2 separate regions of the Macaca fascicularis genome follow, and region 2 is linked to region 1. Evidence: chromatin contacts called from public Hi-C data. All regions are on one chromosome and are shown on one strand. The core of a region is the stretch at or near the end of the contact, and the rest is flanking DNA. Distances in the headings are between cores, read along the strand shown. Region 1 overlaps MYOM1 (myomesin 1). Region 2 holds the start of MYOM1 (myomesin 1).

The links. Hi-C and Micro-C count contacts between places; a contact is called where the count stands out from the background.
Region 2: a contact with region 1 is called in a Hi-C map of liver, with 2.8 times the contacts expected there. The contact joins the promoter of MYOM1 here to the enhancer-like site in region 1. A contact is called at or near these places in 2 of 2 Hi-C or Micro-C datasets (liver and skeletal muscle).

What each region holds. Positions count from the first base shown.
Region 1 is chr18:71,746,895-71,752,159 of T2T-MFA8v1.1, forward strand. It overlaps MYOM1 (myomesin 1), which reads right to left. Exons shown (of 40, transcript XM_074022762.1): 13 at 4,135-4,276; 14 at 887-1,086. Among named protein-coding and RNA genes, the nearest start is that of MYOM1, 98 kb to the right of the region's middle. Within about 2 kb of position 2,402, at least 1 of the 6 cell types and tissues checked has an H3K27ac peak or open chromatin away from gene starts, as enhancers often do. A contact at or near this core is called in liver, where this site is marked.
Region 2 is chr18:71,845,524-71,850,378 of T2T-MFA8v1.1, forward strand. MYOM1 (myomesin 1) reads right to left here and starts at 2,157. Exons shown (of 40, transcript XM_074022762.1): 1 at 1,210-2,157. It overlaps MYL12A (myosin light chain 12A), which reads left to right and starts at 2,546. Exons shown (of 5, transcript XM_065534076.1): 1 at 2,546-2,654; 2 at 4,356-4,456.

The DNA.
Region 1 (5,265 bases), core at 1,152-3,651:
GCATGATTCATGTACCATGGTTTTGACATTAAGACTTGGAGACTAAATTTATTAAAAGATTATTATTATTGTTATTATTGAGACAGGGTCTCACTCTGTTGCCCAGGCTGGAGTGCAATGGTGTGATCACAGCTCACTGCAGCCTTGACCTCCTGGACTCTAGCAATCCTCGCACCTCAGCCTCCTAAGTAGCTGGGACTTACAGGTGTATGCTACCATGCCTGGCTTTTTTTTTTTTTTTTTTTTGTAAAGATGGGGTCTTTCTATGTTGCCGGGGCTGCTCTCAGAACTCCTAGGCTCAAGCAATCCTCCCATCTTTGCCAAGTGCTGGGATTACAGGTGTGAGCCACCACGCCTGGCCTGAAAAGATGATTTTTGACAGTCTAATATGAGAACTCAAACCTAGATTAGACATAATGTTGTCTATCTGTTTTTCCTTTGATATAGAGAGACGTACTGTGCTGAGATATTAGTGCTCTAAGGGAGGACTCCAAGGTAAAGAAATAGACCTAGAGGCAGAAAAAAAAATTATTTTTGGAATGTATAATAATGGGAATAAGAATGTTCTCCAGGCTCTTTGCTTTCATACTTCATTCCACACACAATGCCTGGAACTCAGTTTAACAATATAAATGTTTCTGAATAAGATAAAATAAAATAAAATAAAATAAAATAAAATAAAATAAAATAAAATAAAACCCTTAAGAGAATGACTAAGGCAAAGTTTTTGGGGGATTTTTCCCCCTCGGATTTTCTGATGAAAAAAGGATTTCTTGTTCTTGTCTCCCTCTAGTGGAAGGGAGAGGAACAACCTTGCAATGAAGCTGATTCTTGCAGTCATTTTAAAAAGGTTTAGGGAAGGTCCTGAAAAATGAAAAGTGCTTACTTTTAAGTCTAGCTTTCTCAGCTGGATCCAGAGCAGCCACGGGCTCGGAAACTCGAGATGGGAAACCTATTCCCGTTTTATTCACAGCTCGAACTCGGAAGATATAGGAACGACCTTCGATCAATCCAGTGACAGGAAAACGAGCAAACTTCACAGGTGTGTCATTGCACTGCGACCAGTTATCTGTGCCCACCTCACACCTAAAGGAATGAGCATGATTGACAAAACTAGTAAAAGAAGTATGGCTTAATGAATATCTCCAGAGCTGCAAAATCACCCAGTTGTTTCAGATCTCCCAGTAAAACATCCAAGTCAGGCGTGGCTCGCTAGCTGCTGAACTGCAGGCACCCAGTTTCACTCAAATGCACTGTGTCTTCTTTACCAAGAGGAAAGAAGCCTCAGATCCTTCCTGAACGCATAAAAGGCAGGCATCTGAGGGGTCTTGTGTACAAAGCAGAGGGGTTTGGGGGCTGCTGGGCTAAGCAGATAAATATACCCAATCTTAGCACTGGAGAGGACCCCCAAACATCCCCCCGGCGGATGCCTTCAATTCTACCATTAGTGACTTCTCTGTCTTCCTTAGGTATTTCCTTTGAAAAACAGAGATATTATTGAGAAAACTGGCGTCGTAAAAGATAGCTATTTGCACTGTAGTTTGGAGACTAGTTCACCATATTTTCTCACTTGATGGTCATTACATCCTGTATAGAGGGTAAGGAGGTTATTGTGGAGATGTTTGTTTCTTTAACTGAAGAGACTGATGAGAGGTGGGGAGATGCCCAGGCCTGGCAGGGGCAGATTGAGTAGGTACTTGGAAACACTGATTTCTAATTGAGTGCTTTTACAGCAGTTGGTACCTGGGGATGGAGTGGGTCACTCCCAGCAGACAAATGTGACAACTCTTATCATGCTGTTGGCCTGATCAACGAAGCTTTAGGGGCTCAACATGTGACTAAATTTTACAGCATTAGGATTAAGCAACTCTTACCTTTTTTATGAGCAGAGTGCTGCACTTTTAGTTCATATCATTTCCCCAACATGGGCTCTATGTCCAAAATGTATAATTCCCAAATGATTCTCAGGGGCCTGGGGGCTGCCAGTGGCAGGACAGAGGCGGCTGGTGTGGGAAGTTTATCTCCCCTCCTCACAATCACCTTCCTCTCTTTGATATAGACAATAGACAATTTCCTTGCGTAAAGTGGAATAGACAACTTCCTCCCTTTCCTTATGTAAAGTGTTGTCTGTCAAACGTGGCTTCGATCCCTGCCTTCCATCCACTTCCCCTAATCCTCCTTGGTAGAAATTCTGGAGCTGCTAGGATTTTGGGGAGGTGGGGCGGTGGCAGAAGCCGATAGGGCCAGGACAATTCTTCAAACTACACCTGTCTCCAGAGATTCTGCCAGGACTCAGCCTCTTCTCTGTGCGATACTGTGGTGACCCAGTGACACTAGAGGATCCTTCCTAACCTCATGTGGGCAGAAAGAAAGGCGGGACTCACGGCTCCTGACACTGTCCGCAGCACGTTGGAGCAGAAAGAACACAAACCTACAGCCAGGCTCCCAGCTGAATTCTAGTTCTGCTACTTCTTACCCGCGTGATCTTGGGCGAGTTAGTGCTTCCTCACTGATATGTGGTCTTGGGCCTCATTTCCTACTTGAAATAAAAGCAACGACCTCACAGGGTGGTTATGGGTTAGTGGTTAATATATGCGAAGTGTTTAGAACAATGCCATGCACACAGTAAATGCCTAATAAATCATAGCCACAAGGTGGGTATTTTCATTACGACTAAGGCCAGAGGAGAACAAAATGTACTGATTGTCCCTGGCCTTTCACTGGTCAAAGTGTAAAAATCCCTTGGAAATGTGCCAAAGACAATAAAGCACAAAAAAGAATATATCTAAACCTTCACAATTCATCACTACTAAATGATGAAATGTTGTGGAAGCATTTTTTCACATGGATGGTTAAATAGTATATAATTTATTAGAAATATTTCTTACAAATAGTTCTGAGCACAATCGCCTGTATTTATGTACTGCGAGGTTCAACGCACCCTTGGTGCAAACTCATTGTGCTAATACGACACACATTGTCCGTCTCTAGTGATTTCTACAATGAGGTTTCATTACTCAAAAATGAAAAGAGAATTGGAGCAATGATCTGAATAGAAACCAAGTCAGAGAACAATGTTATTTAGGCCAATAATCTAAACTTGCTGTCTGTATTGTCCAAACTCATGTCATAATTAATGTGTAAAGCCCAATTACTATAAATATCAGAGCCTCTAAAGTTTTGGAGAATGTAGACACCACTTGTAGATAGTGCATAATTTGCTACTATTGATTTTTTGTTGTTACTTCTTTGTATAACTTGGAAACACATCCTGAGGTAGAAATAAGACTTTGGTAGTATTACCAAAGTAAATATTCTTAAATTATTGACATATTAGGAATATAGACATTAACTATGCTGAATTCCAATTATTTCATTTCCAAGGTGGCCTCTATGAGGTCTACAAATTCATAACATTCTTGCCAAATTAGTGACATAAGCTGGTAGCCAAATTCAAAAAAATTCATCTTTGGAATTTAGGTAAATAATTAATTCATTTTTGGAACTTTTACCTAAATTCCAAAGAAGGATTTTTTGAATTTGACTACCAGCTCATGTCACTAATTTGGCAAGAATGCTATGAATTTGTAGACCTAATAGAGACCTAACAGAGGCCATCTTATAAATGAAATATATATATATATACACACACACACCCCTATTTACCTAAGTTCCAAAGATGAATTTTGTGACACTATGATATGAGCTGTCACATTTGTCTGCTGGGAATGACCCACTCCATCTGCAGGTACTAACTGCTGTAAAAGTACTCAATTAGAAATCGGTGTTTCCAAGTACCTACTCAACATACACACACACACACACACACACACAGAGGTACTTATAATGGGTATATATACCCATTTTATATATATATACATATATGTAGGACCATTATATGTATGTGTGTCTATGTATGTGTACGTATGTGTACATCTATACACACACAGAGAAAGAGAGAGCGAGAGACTGAGACAGAGACAAATAGAGAAAAAGAAAGATGAAGAGAGATACAGAAATAGAAACAGAGAGGAAGGCCAGAAAAGAAAATATTTCCCCTAGAAATGATGGGAGAAATCAAGACTGCATCTCTATGACCAAATAACTGTAACTGATATTAGCCTAAGCACTAACTTGTCAATAAAATATCCGAGAATAGGACTCCCTCCATCGACAGCTGGCTGTTTCCAAGAGATGATGATATAATCTTTGTTGGCCTCCAAGCACTTCACATCCAAGGGAGCAGCTGGGGCTCCTTCAATCTCTGCATCAGCATCTGTGGAGAGAGAAGGATCCCATTAACCCTCTCAGACATGCTGTCAGCTCGGCAGGCGGAGGTCTCAGTGCACACGCTTCTTACCACATCATCACAGTGGCTCCATCTTTGGCCCCAACACAGCAAGCATCAAATCTTGCTATTTGTTGACCAACATGTGTGTTTTTCACCTTCGGCAGGAAGAACATTGGGTCAGAAAATAGAAAGTGCTCTGAAAAGAACCCATGACCTTTGTCTCATGGTCCTTCCAGCCCAAAATGTTCCAAAAGAAAATTAATATAGAGATGCTGAAGATTGCATTCAGACAAGTCAGTTGTGCCAGAAAGTCAGTTCTCATGACATTGATTGTGCAATGTTGCTAAGAAAAAACTAAGAAAGGCCCCCAAGAGGGACAAATGCCCCTTCTGGAGGCATCCGCAAGAAAATACGAGTCATAGAGCTTCGCCAGTCATAGGCAAGACACTACCATTTTGAAAGAGAAAACATTTGTTTTAATCAAATGATTGTCACCAAACTGAAGACACTTAGGGAAAGAACTCCAATGCAATACTCACATCTGAGCTTAGTTTATCTGAGTTTAGTAAAAGTCCAGGATAATACAAGAAACAGTACAATCCTTTTTTATGAAATGGGATCCCCTGACCACGCAGCCCCTCACAGCTAAATTAGTGAATCAGGGCTGTTTATAGGAGGGAGAAAAGGGGGAACGAAAATATTCAGTTAGCAACCTTTTAAGTGAGAATAATTAAGACAAGAGGCAGGGTCCCTGGGGGCGGAGGCCCACATTTGCCAATTCCTCCTGGCATTTGACCAACGCTTTCATAAACGGAGTTAGTAGAAGAGGGCGAGACATGCGGGAGCCACTCACTCAAGGGAAAGCACCCATGTCAACCAAACAAACACTTTCTTTTCCTATGATCTACATTCTGTAACTCTTATGAGTTACAAGGACATTTGATAACAGCAGAAATATTTGTCTACTGCATTTA
Region 2 (4,855 bases), core at 907-3,406, 98 kb after region 1:
ACTGAACATCAAAACACTAGGTGGACATTTGAAGAACATTTTAACGAGATGTTATTTTTCCACATTGGTTGACTAACCATTTCTAAATCCATAGTTGTGGAATGAATAAATGAATGAACACAGACTACACAATTCCTGTTCATCTTCAATCAGCCAGGCTCTCTGATCACCTCCAGACAATCAGGCGTGCTGCTCCCTCTGCCTGGCATGTCTCTCTCCTTTTCTTTCCCCACTGAATTAATTCTAGAATCAGCTCTTTAACATCCCCTGGGGGACACCTTCCACTAGTTCCCAGACAAGTTTATTCTTCGTTTGTGCTCCTTCAATAGGCCCTAACTAACTGTACCCTAATTATTATATCTGTTCCACCCTTGTTCCCTGATACCCCGCTAACTCCGCATTCTTTCTATTCCCCCCCGCCCCCATCCCCAAGGTAGCAACAACTATGTTCTGTTCCAGAAAACATAAGCCACAGCCCCCACCACAGTGCTTGGCAAGGCGGTTGCCGCTTAATACCTGCTGACTGAGTGGCAGGAAGACAAGGCAATTACCTGACTCAAATAGGTGGGAACTGAACAATGAGATCACTTGGACTCGGGAAGGGGAACATCACACACCGGGGCCTATCACGGGGAGGGGGGAGTGGGGAGGGATTGCATTGGGAGTTATACCTGATGTAAATGACGAGTTGATGGGTGCAGCACACCAACATGGCACAAGTATACATATGTAACAAACCTGCACGTTATGCACATGTACCCTAGAACTTAAAGTATAATAAAAAAAAATAAAATAAAATAAAAATAAAAAAATAAAAAATAAATTTAAAAAAAAAAAAGAGAAGCAAAAGAATGCTGCCTTCAAGCTGAGGGGAAGACTGAATTGTCCGTTTCCTTCCGCTCTAGTGTCCTCAGGAGAGGACGTTGGCGGAGCTGGTGCTCTCGCGGTGGCAGGCCACCACCCTGTGGAGGTGTCATGCACTGCAAGTGCTCGCAAGCTCCAGGAACAAACGCAGCCGCGCAGTTGTCTGGGGTTTGCCCCGTCGCTGCCAGCCCTCTCGCTGAGTCCCCGCCCTCGCTGATAAAAGCCCGCTTGGGACCCCCGTTACGTGGATGGCTTCCCAGGACCTGCCCTTAAAGACTCTGATTTAGTGCGTTGGAAATGACGCAATTATTTTTATTTTTAATTGGTACCCCAAGTAATTCTTACCATCAAGGAAGTCTGGGAAACAGATCACGTTTGTTTCAATCACCTGTGGAACTGGAGCGATTTTTTTTTTCCCCGGTGACTTTATCACGAAGTTAACTTTGGAATATGCTAGTGGTTAATACACGGAATGTTCCCGAGATCCCTCAAGAAAGAAGCTACGAATACTTAGAAGACACTATTCCGCAGCGTTTACAGTTAACACTGTCCGTTCCAGAAGGATTCGAGTGACGGCCTGCTTTGAAGGCGAAGACCACAGGGCAATCCAAGCTTCAGAAGGGTTCTGGCCACGGGAGCCACACTGGTCACTGTCCCCTAGTGCTGGGATGACGGCTCGAGTGTTAGAGGATGCCACTCACTCCTCTGGTAGATGAGGTCAGAGAGCTGAGGGGACCAGAACAAGTCTTCCTTATCGGATTCCGGGCGGAAAAAGAGAAAGTCCTCCCGGAGTTTAATAAGAGTCATTGTTGCGAATTGTTCTAGGCAAGGAGAACTCAGGAGAAATAGGCCCAAGTTTTGATTTCTGTTTTCACCAAGCCGCGAGTCCTAATCGTAGCAAGAGGTGCAGGGGAGTCGCCTTCCTTCCCGCCTAGTGGGACCCAAGTCAGGCTGTCTTTGTTAGCCAGGGTCAAAGGGGCTCTGCCAGGGAAAAACGACGGCAAATGTTTTTCAAGAGGGAGGAAGTCTCCAGCCACATGTGACCTTATGAAATCCGTCTGGGCCAAAAAGATAGTGGACGCTTGGCTGAGGGCCCCAGGGACACAGGTTTCCTCCTGTAAGGAGGAGGCGGGACTCTTCATAAAATTACACTGCACACAGAGCTAGCATCAAGGTCCACTCCCGGGCTACACACACAGCTCCGAGGCCCTCAGGCGGAGACCCAGACCCCGCGAGGGGCGTCAAGTGCAGGCACACTACCGCGGAGGCTGGAGCCCGGCCTCGGGGCGGAGCGAGGGCCAGTCACGTGTGTCCGCTGCCGTCTCCTCGATTTCCCTACAAGGACTTGGGCCGACGGGCCCCGCCCTTCGCCGTGCCCTGGAATGTGCGACCAAGCAAAGCCACAGCACGGACGCAACCATCTGCGGAAAAGATAGGGGGGAGGAAGACTTAACACTGCAACAAGAGGTACAAAAAAGACGGAAACTCAGTGAACAGGACCCAGCGAACCATGATATATTGCTTTATACTCTAGGTCGCCCACTTTAGGCTTCCTTCTCGTGCACTTGGTCAATACCGCGCTCGCTGACCACACTGGCGACTTCCCTCCATGTCGCCCCTCCGAGAAGTCTGGCCCACTCTGCGGGCCAAGAAAGGTGACCGGGCTTCCTTCCGGCTTGCTAAGCGGAGGCCGGAAGCGGTGGTTTTTAGCGGCTCTCTGGGTAGTAGGGTGGTGTAGTAGCGGCAGCGAGGGGCTCGCAGAGGTACTCGGATTCTCGTAGCTGTGCCGGGTGAGTGGCACTCGCGTTCGGGCGCGGGACACCCATCCCGGGGACCCGTCTCCGCGGGGCAGCTGGAGGGCGGCGGGGCTCCTGGCGCCGGGAGCGCACCTGGGCAGGTGTGCCACCCAGGTCCCCGGTTGTGGGATCCGAGGCCATGGCTGGGAGTGGCCCAGACCGAACTTCGCTCCGGTGCCCAAACTTGGAGCCCGGGAAATGCGGCTTCGCTCACTGGCGACTTGATCTTGGACGACTGCCGGGCCCGCGAAACCCGACCCCTGCAGAGCTGATCCCGGGACTATTTTTGTTTCTAACGTCAACTTGCCCGATTCGAGAGGGTTTGCGCAAAAAACGTAGCCCATTGTCCCCCCGCTGCAGCTGTTGCAGCTGTGTGGCTACATTTAGTAGGAATAACCAACTCAAATTGGGAAGTTCTTCAACTCAGTACCCGTTTCTGTAATTAGAACTTTTTTTCTTTAAGCGATGAAATTTTGGTCAAAGAGATCTGGAGTTTAGTTTGTGGCTCCAGGAAAAACTCCAAAATATAATGCCTTGTCCCATGTGGGGGGAAAGTTTGGGCTAATTCAATTCTCCATGGAAGTGTTTTCTTTTAAAGTAGTTTAGTAGGTATATGAATGTATCTATCAATTTCTTGAGAGACCTATGGATTTAGCAGAGATTTTAACTTAAGTGCAAAAAGTTTTATATCTAAAGGCGAATAAAGCGAATATTTCTTAAAATTATTGGTATTTGTTTTATGTTCTGGAAGGGCTCTGATAAACGGTCATCAGAAAAGCACTTTATTTTCAAAAGCGAGGCTTTACTGGCAAGTCAGCCCTAACAGCCAATTTTCTGTCCAGTGGTGAGAACTTTTGGGTGTGGCAGTCCTAGAGAACGAATCCTACCTTCAACCGGAAGTTTGCATAAGAAATGAAAACTTGGTTTACTTGGAACTGAAGCACTAACTTGAAAATACACTTTTTAAAAATTGCGGTTAGCACCAGAAAATAAATTACACTTTTTTTTTTAAGTGCATTGATTAAATGAGGTGGTGTATTTGTTCAGGGTTTAAAAAGCCGACCAAATGATAGGTGCTATCACACTACGCAGTGTTTTGTAAGATGGTAGTTTTTTCTTGAAGAATATCTGATATTTCTCAGAATATTATCAATCTGAGTGTTCGTTTTGTAGAAAAAGTTTCTAGGTTATTTTACATTTATTGCCAGTTTGTAAATGCTGGACTCTAGGGTTCTAACCAGAGCACTCTAATGTATATATTGGTATGGATTAATCCCATTTTATAAGTGAATATAGTTTCTAGAGATCTGAAAAATCTTCTCGTGTCCTTTGGTGTGTGGGGAAAGCCACTTTGAGAATCTGTTCTATTTCTGCCACCTATTAATCTAGTCTAACATTTTCTTTAATTGTGTTGTGTATCTCGTTATAGCCCATAATGATTCTGAGTTAAAACACAAAATAAAAAACAGATTCATTGCCACCAGCGTTCACCTCCCCTGACTTAAAAAAAGGTTATGTTCCTTTAGATTAATCTGTAAACTCAGTCTCCTGACTGCCCTTCATTCACTTTCTCATGCTTCTGAAATCCTCTTATATTTTGTAGAAGCATGTTCTTAACTCTCCTTGCTTTACAGTTTCATACAACATATACTCCTTCACACCAAAGATCTTTCATTTAATCCTTCAAAAATAAAGATCCAGGCCGGGTGCGGTGGCTCACGCCTGAAATCCCAGCACTTTGGGTGACTGAGGCGGGTGGATCACGAGGTCAGGAGTTCAAGACCAGCCTGGCCAAGGTGGGTGAAACCCCGTCTCTAACAAAAATACAAAAATTAGCCAGGCGTGGTGGGGGGCATCTGTAATCCCAGCTACTCCGGAGGCTGAGGCAGAGAATTGCTTGAACCCTGGAGGTAGAGGTTGAGATGTGCCATTGCACTCCAGCCTGGGCGACAGAGCGAGACTCCATCTCAAAAATAAATAAATAAACAAATATAAATAAATAAAGACTCGACTTTATGATTGAAGAGCTTTCGTAACTTGGAAACCTTGGGTCCTTACCTGGCGATCTTTGCATCCTAAATAACTACACTGACATGAAATCTTTTCAATTTATTTTACCCTAGCTTGCTTTTTGCAAAAAGCAATTTCAACTTTTTTAGATTAAGGAGTATACCCTAGTTTTCTAAACTTAGATG